Linked DNA regions of Sus scrofa: all the other regions are linked to region 1. The links are chromatin contacts, called in public Hi-C maps. All regions are on one chromosome and are shown on one strand. Each heading gives the region's core, a stretch centred on a gene start, on an enhancer-like site or on the middle of the called end of the contact. The rest is flanking DNA. Distances are from core to core; before and after follow the strand shown. Region 1 holds the start of PAIP2B (polyadenylate-binding protein-interacting protein 2B). Region 2 overlaps ZNF638 (zinc finger protein 638). Region 3 holds the start of NAGK (N-acetyl-D-glucosamine kinase).

Region 1 (3,783 bases), core at 186-2,685:
TCAGGAAATAGCAAGGGTTGGCAGGATGTGGAGAAATTGGGAAACTTGTTCACTAACAGTGAGAATGTAAAATGTTGTAGCCTCTGTAGAAAACAGTGGTTCCTCCAAAAATTAAACATAGAATTACCATATGACCCAACAATTCTTCTTCTGAGTATATACCTAAAAGAACTGAAGGAATGAAAGGATATAAACATATACAACCATAATAGCATTACTCACAATACTCAAACTCTATTGGCAGGTTAATGGATAAATAAAAGGTGGTACACAATTAAATATTCAGCTTTAAAAAGCAATGAAATTCTGATACATGCTATAGTGCTCTAACATGGGTGAACCTTGAAGATATTATATTTAGTGAAATGTCATACACAAAAGGACAAATATTGCATAACTCCACTTATATAAAGTATCTACAAGAGTCAAACTCATAGACTCAAAACATAGAATGGTGATTTCCAGGGGATGAGGGAAGAGGAGATGGGACGTTATTGTTTAATGGGTGCAGAATTTCAGTTTGGGATGATGAAATCATTCTGGAGGTAGAGAGTGGGGACGGTTGCACAATAATGTGAATATACTTAATGCCCCTGAAACGTGTAGTTAAAATATCTAAAACAGTAAAAATTTATGTTATGTGTATCTTACCACAGTAAAAATAAAAGAGATACGCTTCGAGGAGGGAGAACTCATTGTCACTGCTGTGGCTCAAGTTACAAAAAAAGAAAAAGGAGAAATTCCCATTTCCAGAAGAATAAAATTCAAAGTCCTTAGAAGCAACGATTGGACAACTTAAGTCCAAAGGGAAAGTAAGGTTTTATTTTTTAAAACACTCAAGAAGCAGGATTTGTCTCTAGAAATGTGGGAGTCCTTCTGCTTCCCTCCAGCCTTTCCAAGGAGCCCTACTCCCCAAATTTCCACAACAGAGGCTGCTTCAGTTTTAAGTCAGTTTTGCTCAAGGCACCTCCCTTGGTAATTGACAGCTGGGGAAATCCCACTGAGGTCCGCCCACAGGCCCCTCTTCGCTAGACTGAGTGGCGCAACCGGTGGGAGGAGCTGCTGGCTCAGCCAATGGAAGGAAACCGGAGCAAGAGCTTGTGTAAACAAACCCAGAGGTGCTGCGCCTTGGGCTCCTCCCCCACGTGGGGGCCAGAGGGATCCCTGGCCCAGGGCCGATCCTGGACTAGCGTAGCGTCTTTTCAGCCAATCAGAGCTCATGTCTCTCGCAAGGCGACGCTCCATCCCTAGGGAAAGAACCAAGGGAGCGAAAAGACAGACATTAATACCAATCGGAAGCTGGAACTTCTGAGGGAGGGGGCGGGAATTGCTTCACGTTTAGACCAATAAGAAGCACACGTGCCGTTCTAGGCGACTGAGCGGCATCCTCCTACGTCCAATAGACGAATGGGGCGGTGCCCAGCAACCAATGGCTTCGGTTCGGGGGCGGGGTGAGGAGCTAGTGTGGTGTAAGAGGTAACCTGGCGAGTGGCAGCAGCGCTCCTCGGGTCCTGTGGCTCACGCTTTGGTACTAGAGGCCGGACTGTTCTGGCGACCGCGACCTCTGCGGCAACGGCTGAAGTTCTCGGAGGAGTATCGGAGTACGGTCTGGAGGAGAGGCTTCTGGTCTGCCCAGGTGGGCTCGGTCGCCCGGGCTGCCGGGGAGGAAACCTGAGGGAAGCGCCGTTCTGTCGACTCTGGGGGTGCCCTGCGCCTCCTTTTCCGCCGCCGTCGGGATTGTGAGGGGCTGCGCGCGGCTTCCTGAGCTCCTGAGGGGAGGGTTAGCAGACAGGTCCCATGTCGCAGTCATCGGCGAGAAGGGGCGGTCGCTGGGATCAGCCCCTGTTCCTCGGGGGTGCTGGGCGGTCTTTAGTCCCTTTCTCCCCCAACAGGCGCACTAGTCTTCCACCCTCAACTTCCCTGAACCCTCTTAATCCCCTTCTAACGGACTAAAATCTCTGTCTTGCGAGTCCTCTTAACTGCCCCGGTGCTACACTGCTAAGCAAATTGGCTAGTACTGCCTCCTCGCGTCCTCTTCCCAGAGATAGGAAGGGGGAGGAGTCGCGCACGTTCGCCCCTCCCCCATTCAAGGCGCCCCCGGACCCCCCCCCCCGCATTATTTGCTTTTCTTAAACTCCTTCTGCTTCCTCTGCTACTCTAGTCCTCTTTCTTGACACCTAATTTGAGTTAGGAACCTTGGCCACTTCTCTTCCTTTCAGCCAGTAAGTCCTTTACTCCTTCCCACCCCCCTAAATTTCATTCTCACCTTTCATGGAAACTAACATTTTCCACTCGCCCCTTACAGGCAGCTGGAAGGTGAACGCGAGAGAGGAAGAATACACTGTACAGGGAACTTTGCAAGGTTGGGAACTTTTAATCGGTTTTGTTAATGGTAAACCATTCTTGCCTTTCTTAAAAAGGCATCTGATCATTATATCCTTGCCGGAATCTTTGTCCCATTACAGTTGTTTTGGTAATAATTTTTGAACATGCAGACGAGAAGGGTTATTGGCAGCAAGAAATTTTAAATGTTATTTTTAAGTAGATAGAATTGGATTATACTTGAAACAGCTTAACGGCGCTTCTAGAGTTTGCAGGGTAAGTAAGGACTTGACCATCCTACTTTGTCATAACATATAGGATACACATTAGCTGTATTGCACAATGTGATTTGATCTCACTCAGCCTGTGGATAATATAGCATTGACTCTGTTTAAAAACAGCATTGTTTATTCCCCTTTCACAATTTGTGTTCACCTTCATAGTTATCAGTTTGGATTTCAATAGTGTTGGTTCTATCCATATGTTTCTAGATAGAAGTACCAATTATGTTGTGCCTAAATAAAATATGCCAAGAATTTTATGAGGAAAAGGTAACTTATTGTACTCAGTTTTGATTGAGACTTTAGAGTTTTGAAAATATTAGTGTATTTGTTTGACAGTGAGGATTTTGTTGGTAGGGATGGAGGAAATTGAAGTATTGGGTTAAGCCTGATGGGTCCTTTAGCCTGTGTGCGTGGGGATGGGGTGAGGGAGAAAGAACACACACGTGTACAAAACCTTGTAGATTCTAACAGTGCTTAGTTCCATGACTTTATGTGAATTGAAATTGGTTTTTCTAGTTTTTAGTGGGGCGATGTAAGCAGTGAGTTTAACATCATCTCCACTGTGTTTTGGCCAGAATTTTGCAAGCTTTTGTGAAAAATTCTTATTTTTTCCTTACACTATTTGTGACATATATATCAATATGCTTCCTTGTATTTTACTATGGTAAGATTGTATCTTGTATATAGAGAAATAAGTCTAATAGAGTGAATTAAAAGGAATCTTTGAGGAGGCAGCATTGTCTAATGGACCATATGTTTGATCCTTGTTAATACAGGAAATCACACTGAAAAGAGGAAGGTCTTAAAACTGTTCTAACAAATGCCCAGGTGTATAGAACAATAAAAAGAATTTATGACAGAACTATTAGCAGTCATCAAATAAGAGTCCTAGACAAATTTCAAACCTATGAGTTGGTCACTATTGTGGGATATTATAAGGCTGCAGTTGAAAACAAAGTTATTTTTGTACAGCCTTTTTGTTTGTGGTTTTGTTTAGAAAGTTCTTGTTTGCAAATTTAGAGCACTGTAGCTATTGATTTCTTCATAGATACTTTACTTTTAAAGAGCTCATAGTATCATGGGAGAGACACCTGTAAACCAAGAATTAGATGCAGGAGAGGTTCTGCAGTATAAGTTGTGTACAGAGCCCGGAGAAGCTCTGTGGCCCAGTATTCTG
Region 2 (3,529 bases), core at 233-2,732, 45 kb before region 1:
CCGGTATCATCTTTCTGGTATCAATGGTGCCTAAGCCTCCGGGTTCCTTCTACCTTGCTGTTTACATTCTCTTTTTGTCTGCCTAGTTGAAGTTAGCTCACTGCACAATTCTGCCCACATGGCGGAAGAAAGAGAGGGAGACAGCAAACCCAGCCAGTGAAAGCATGCATTCTCAGCAAGGACATATTACCCCCAAGAGGCAAAAGCTGGTTCACGTGAGGTGGAAGGGGAAAAAAAATGTAGTCTTTTTACAGATAAAGGACAGATATTTAAACACAACGCATAAACAGGTATACAATAATACATCTGTAGTATTAAATTTTCACGGGGGCAATTAGGAAAGAAGCCTCCTTATGTCTTTTTTTTTTTTTTTCCAGGGCTGCACTCGTGGTTTTTGGAGGTTCCCAGGCTAGGGGTCAAGCCGGAGCTATAGCAGCCGGCCTGCACCAGAGCCATAGCAATGTCAGATCTGAGCCACATCTTTGACCTACACCACAGCTCGTGGCAATGCTGGATCCTTAACCCACTAAGCAGGGCCAGGGATGGAACCTGCATCCTCATGGATACTAGTCAGATTTGCTTCCCCTGAGCCATGACGGGAACTCCTAAAGAGCCTCCTTACGGAAATGATAATGAACAAAAGATTGAGAGACTATATTTTTGTGTTTTTTTTCTATGGCCACACCCGAGAAATATGGAAGTTCCTGGGCCAGAGACAGAATTCAAGCCACCGATGAGACCCAAGCCATAGCAACACTAGATCCTTAACCCACTGTGCCAGAAATGGGGATCGAACCCATGCCTCTGCAGCAGCAACCCAAGTCACTATAGTTGGATTCTTAATCCATAGCACCACAGCAGGAACTCCAAGAAACTATGTTTTAAAGGCAGGTACCAGAAGTTGCATCTATCTCTTCTACTCCCAAGAACTTAGTCACAGAGAGATAAAGCTAGATGTCAGGGAAGAAAGGAAATACTCTTTGGCTGGGTGGCCGCTGGCCCAGAGTAAACTTGGTTTCTTCCCACATGAGCCTATTCATAGTACTGCTTAATTGTCCCACAATCTAACAGTTGTTTGCACTCAGCAAGCAAGCCACAAGACCACAATGGAAGCAGCAATGTCTTATGAACAAGTTTTGGAATCCATGCACTGCCACTTCCATCACCATCTATGAAGGTATAGACCAATCCCAATACAGTGCTGAGAGAAGCTCACAGGCTGAGAATACCAGGAGACTAGGTTGGGGATCACCTAGAAGATTAGCTTTTTACTTGGAAGTATAATCGCAGGTTCTCATATTTATTTCTCATAAATGGGAAGAGCATTCTGGTTCAATTCTAGTTGTCCTTCAAGGCACTGACAAGTTGTTAACTCCCTAGCCAGATTTCATCGCTTCCTCCTTTGTGATTTTACAATACACTATTCCCACCTCTGTGCAGTACCTATCTCACTGTCTAATGGTTCACTATGTACAAAGGCTGTCTCACCAGTGAAAATACAGGACTGAGGCTTACTAAGTTTGCTGCCCTCCAAGCTCCAGACAGTGTTGAACACAGAAGAAAAAAAAAAAAAATGCCAGTCACTCTCATTGATCAGTAGGGAAACCAATTGGGACCAAAGTGAAAAGTCTTCTAAAGAATACCTTTAGTTCATCACTAATTTGTCTTACAAACCTAAGCAACTTGCTTAAAACAAGCAAGTAATCTAGCAAACAAAACAAACCCAGAATACGAATTTACTCATTTCGATGGTAGATGTAACTTCTCTGTCATCCAGAATTTTCGTATAAATCGTTTTACCTGGGCAGGCAAATTAAAATCAAAACTTTGCTGGATGAGTTTTGTAAGCTGCATTCTTTGTTTCAGAGGAAAGCTATGCTGCATTTAAATCACACCCTCCCAGATGATCTAATTCCAGCCTTCGCCCAGGAGTTATTTTAGTATCTTAGTTTCTACGGAAAACTGATAGTGATGCAAAACATCCCTTGCCTCCAGGCATGTAAATTCCATCTGGGGGAGGTTCAATTGACTTCCCTCTACTGGAGAAGAAGCCAGTTCTGCCATCTTCTGTACCTTTATCATAATATGTATCTGTAGATGGATCTATTCTTCTGACTCTCCCTTTGAATTAAGTTATAACATCTTACTAGTTGCCTTATTTAATTAATGAGTCACATAAAATGTTTAACATTTGTTTGTTTTATATCTGTATGAAAATCATGATTTTACCTGTTTTTGAAAATTTTTCCTCCAACAGCATATATATCTAGGACAAGAGGATTGATTGGTAATCTTAACCTAGGTTTTGTTTGTTTGCTTTTCTTTTCATTTTTTGGCTGTCCCGTGGCATATGAAGTTCTGGGGTGATGCTCCACAGAGGCTAACTCCAAGTTTTGTTTTGTTTTGTTTTTTGTCTTTTTGCCTTTTCTTGAGCTGCTCCCACAGCACCTGGAGGTTCCCAGGCTGGGGGTCTAATCGGAGCTGTAGCTGCCGGCCTACGCCAGAGCCACAGCAATGCGGGATCCGAGCCGAGTCTGCAACCTACACCACAGCTCACGGCAACGCTGGATCGTTAACCCACTGAGCAAGGCCAGCGACCGAACTCGAAACCTCATGGTTCCTAGTCAGATTCGTTAACTACGGTGCCATGATGGGAACTCCCCTAACTCCAAATTTTTAAAAAGCAGACCCTTAGAATTACACAAACTTGGATTCAAATCCTGGTTCTTTGAGGCACTCAGGACCACTGCACTGCACTGCACCACACACCTCCAGTGGGAGCCATTCACATGGCAGATTTTGTAAAGGTGCTTCACTGCATAGTGCTTTGCACAGGTCTGCATTGCGTGCAGGGCAACGCCACCTCCACTTCATAAGCAATCTGAGCATGCAGGGGTGTGTGCACTAGTAAAGCCTGTCCTGCCCCCTCTGCCTTGGTGATGATGAAATGTTTTATGAACCAATAAGATATATATGTGCTTAGCTATGATGATGTGAGCAAAGAGCATGGGGGTAGAAAAGGATAAAAGCAAGAGACAAGAGCAGCTTCTAAATGTTAATGGCTTTGTTCACCACAGTTCAACAGAACTTTTTGCAATGATGGAAATGTTCTCCATCTGTGCTGCCCTACCCAGTAACCACAACCCACATGTGGTTACTGAACCACTGAAATGTTGGTGGCATGACTGAGAAACAGAATTTTTAAATTTTATTTTAATTAGCTTATATTTAAATAGCTACATGTGGCTAGTGGCTACCATACCTGACGACACAGGTATAGACAACTAGTAAAAGGACAAATTGCTAGACTCAGAAAAATAGGAAACATAGGCTTCTCAAGCTTTTTGGTCCAAGTGAAATGGAGTTTTAACAAGAACAACCCCGCCTTGGCTAAGAAGGCAGCTACAAGCCTTTCCAGCTGTGCTCATCACTATGCCACCCTTCTTGTAATAATGTAACAACTGTGTGCCCTCTGTCCAAGCCAGCAGCCCTGCTAATCAGGTACCCAGCATTGCTTATCAGTTCCGCT
Region 3 (3,430 bases), core at 106-2,605, 60 kb after region 1:
AGAAATGCTGACCAGCTGGCAGGGAGAGTGTTAATACCTGCTTAAGCTACTAAACAGTCAAATGCTTATCACCTGGGGAAATGGTAGCTTGGAGCGAGGTCTGTGGTGTTGTGATGAGTGCTTCTTCACTGATCAGCATTTTCAGGAATATCAGAAAGAGGTCACTGAAGACCTGCTGATCAAACTCAAAGATGACAAGTTTCACAAGATAGGTAATACATGAGGTTAACTGTCCCAAAGAATCTCTTGACAAACCAGAAAAATGGGTCATATCTTACCCATGAATGTAACTGGGGTGAATGCAAATGCAAATTTCTGTACTTAAGTTTTTTTTTTTTTTTATAGTAGATAACAGGGCAGGGGAAATCAATCATAACAATGTAGGTGAAAAAAAGACGTTGGGGTTCATCGATCAGTAGTGAAAAAAGACTTTCATAGAACTAATCCAATCTCAGATTCAAAAGTGCGTGCCCTGGCTGCGACAACAGTCACCCAGATCTGACACACCCAGATTCAGAGAATGTTGTCACTGGGGGGAACCTGGCGATCATTCCGTTCCCCCCTCTTCTCACTCCACACGTGTGTAACTGAAGCCCAGACATGGCAAAAGTCTTGCCCATAGTCATATCGAAGGGAAGAGCTATTATAAAAAGTCCAGTAGCCAAGCTTCCGAACAGAAAATAAGCAATAACAGAAAGTAAGATGTAGTGTGAGGAGCCTGGAGGGCCGACAAGAATGGAGGGCGTCAGAACTGGCTACCACTCCGAACTGCCCCAGCTTCAGATCCCAGATACCCTCCAGCAAAGATCTTTGTCCCGAATTCCACCACACTGACACTCCCCACCCCAGCAACTTCACACCTGACACCTGTTCTGCAAAACTCTCTCCCGGAAGCTGGAACGGAAAGGGGGAGCTTCCCTAGAGTGGCTGGGTAAACTGGGTCTTTAGTGGGAGAAAGGGGCGTGGTTCTGCCGCAAAACACAAAGGACACCCCTCCGGGTGTGGCCATGGCACACACACACACAGTGTCTGCAAAACACACGACCGCACGCGCAAGGGCACCGCGGCGCGCGCACACACTCCTCCTTCACAAGGCCCCGCAGCCCAAGAGCCTAAAGTGGCCGGACCCTGACTGAGGTGGGAAACCACCAGCCTGCCGGACTGGCTACAGTCTTCCTTCCGCCCGCCCTCGGGACAGGGAGTAGCCCAGACCGCCTCCAGGCCAGCCGTTCCGGCCTCCCTCCTCCGGACCGCACTCACCCCTCCACACCCCCGTAGAGCGCGGCCATACTGCTGCTACCGCCGCCGCTGGTCCCGCCGTTTGCTTCCCTCCCGCTGGCGCTCCCCTCCCTACTGCCGCTCGGCACCGCCCCGAGTCACGTGAACGCCTGCGCTGTCCAGCTGACCCCAGTGCGCAAGCGCGGGGCGTGGCGTCGTGGCCCACCCCCTGCCGCCACGCCCCACCCCCTGCCGCCACCCCACCCCCTGCTCAAGGGTTGTGGCTCGGGAAAGTGACTCAGGCTGGCTGAGGGCGGTCCTCAGCGGCTCCTCCGGACCACCTTCCCACCTCCTGGGCCCTGCTTCTGGAGTTGGACGTGGGATCCCAAGCCGAAGAGCCAGAAAATGGTATTGGGGTCCGACCCGCTAGGTATGTCACTGCCCCGCCCACCCCTGGCTGCCCGGAAGTTGCTGGCCACCCCTCCTCGCGCGTGCGCAGTGCTTGTGAGCCACGTAGACTGTGGATGAGACCTTGACGCAGGACCAAAACAAGACCTCCACCCGGGTGTGGGGTCAGGAAGACGCTTACGCAAGCCAGGAGACCCCTGGGACTGTTAAAAAAAATTATTGCACTTTTCAATCCAACACCTGCGCAGCGATGACAAAGTCACACGTGCATACCCGAGCATCTATGCAGACTTCATGGTGCTCTCTTGTGAATATGCGTAACCAGGAGTAACTAGAAGTGGGATGGGAAAGGAGACCACTTGAGGAGGCTGTGCTTGTAAGCCCAGAGTAGGGAGCGTTCAGCTTTTACTACGTTACAAAGAAAATTCCGTTCTCTGTGGAGGATATTTGCAGGCTGTAGACTGCTGAACCAAGTAGCAGATTCAGTGTGTGAAATAAAAATTCACATTTTTTGGTAAGACAAAAATTTAAACATAAAAATTTTTGTCTGAAAAAAAATTTTTTTGTCTGCCCTTTGGCATTACGCAATCATGCATTACGCAACGGCCAAACCTTCCCATCAGAAGAAATACTTCCTGAACCATAAAGAGCAACAGTCTCCTAGCATCTGTGAGACAGCTCCTAAAAGATAACATTCTTTCTTGATTAGAGGGTCACATAGCACTTAGATCTGGATTATGTAAACTTAATGATACATTATTTAATGTTCAGCCTCAAAAAGCTTATATATAGCTATCCCTTGACCTCTAGTGAACAGAGCTTTCTGAGATGCTCTTCTCGGGTTATAATCCTCAAATTTAGCTCAAATAAAAGTTTCCATTTCTTTTTTAGAGCGACTCATTTTTAGTCCACAGGTTTTACAAGCTTTTGTTGCCCTCCAGGCGCCACTGCACTCTCTTTCTCTTACACAGAGGCCCGACTGGGAAAGGGAGTGTGAAGGGGAAAAATAGTAGCCCTGCCTGGGAGTCAAGGTGGGGCTCCTGCAGGCCTCTGAAAGCAACTCCGATCGTTGTGGGCCTGTGAAGGGCAGCAGCTTGAGCTAGGAGGGCAATCACTGCCTCTGGCCTCTCTTCAGGAACATCAGCCTAGTGAGGGGGCCCTTCACAGGGCCATTCTTAAGGTGGCCTTTCCCCACTCCCCATCTCCATCTCCCTGATGTGCCTGCCATCTTTTTATAGGGAAACCCTGTGCTAGAGAGAAATCATCTTTTCTGATAGCCAGCTGGGTCTGGTTATGCTTTGGTGTGAACATTTGGTGTATATGTGCTTTTCTTTTCTTTTTTCTACGCCCAAGGCATGGAATTTCCCAGGCCAGGGATCCTGGGCCACTGCAGTGACAACACTGGATCCTTAACCTGCAGTGCCATAAGGGAACTGCTATATGTGCTTTTTAAATTAGAAGAGAGGAGTCTTTTCATTTCTTACCTATTTGGGACATTGAAACACTTCAGTTTGACTCCCAAGAGTAATTAAAAAGTAAAACACTACATGATAGAGAATATCAGGTGGAGGGGCGGGTTTTTTTTTTTTTTTTTTTTTTTTTTTTGATGTACCTAGGACATGTGGATAGTCTCAGGCCAGGGATCAAACCCATGCCATATTTGCAACCTTCCCCACAGCTGCTGCAACACCACATCCTTAACCCACTGCTCCACTAGAGAACTTCCAAGGGTAGGATTTTTTTAATGCCCACCTGTGTAATTTACATCCAAAACACGTCAGAGCTGGAAAGTCCTTAATTCAAC

What was found. A called contact is a pair of places that touch in the nucleus more often than the background predicts.
Region 2: a contact with region 1 is called in a Hi-C map of fetal heart ventricle, with 2.3 times the contacts expected there. The contact joins the enhancer-like site here to the promoter of PAIP2B in region 1. A contact is called at or near these places in 6 of 47 Hi-C or Micro-C datasets (embryonic fibroblasts, epiblast stem cells, fetal heart ventricle and 3 more) and 1 of 2 datasets of contacts at active chromatin or transcription factors (skeletal muscle).
Region 3: a Hi-C map of liver shows a contact between it and region 1, with 2.8 times the contacts expected there. The contact joins the promoter of NAGK here to the promoter of PAIP2B in region 1. A contact is called at or near these places in 3 of 47 Hi-C or Micro-C datasets (alveolar macrophages, heart right ventricle and liver).

Annotation. Positions count from the first base shown.
Region 1 is chr3:71,451,318-71,455,100 of Sscrofa11.1, forward strand. PAIP2B (polyadenylate-binding protein-interacting protein 2B) reads left to right here and starts at 1,436. Exons shown (of 4, transcript XM_013996061.2): 1 at 1,436-1,636.
Region 2 is chr3:71,405,954-71,409,482 of Sscrofa11.1, forward strand. All of the region lies in intron 1 of ZNF638 (zinc finger protein 638), which reads right to left. Among named protein-coding and RNA genes, the nearest start is that of ZNF638, 17 kb to the right of the region's middle. Within about 2 kb of position 1,483, at least 4 of the 83 cell types and tissues checked have an H3K27ac peak or open chromatin away from gene starts, as enhancers often do. A contact at or near this core is called in skeletal muscle, where this site is marked.
Region 3 is chr3:71,511,634-71,515,063 of Sscrofa11.1, forward strand. NAGK (N-acetyl-D-glucosamine kinase) reads right to left here and starts at 1,356. Exons shown (of 12, transcript XR_002342578.1): 1 at 1,261-1,356; 2 at 73-172.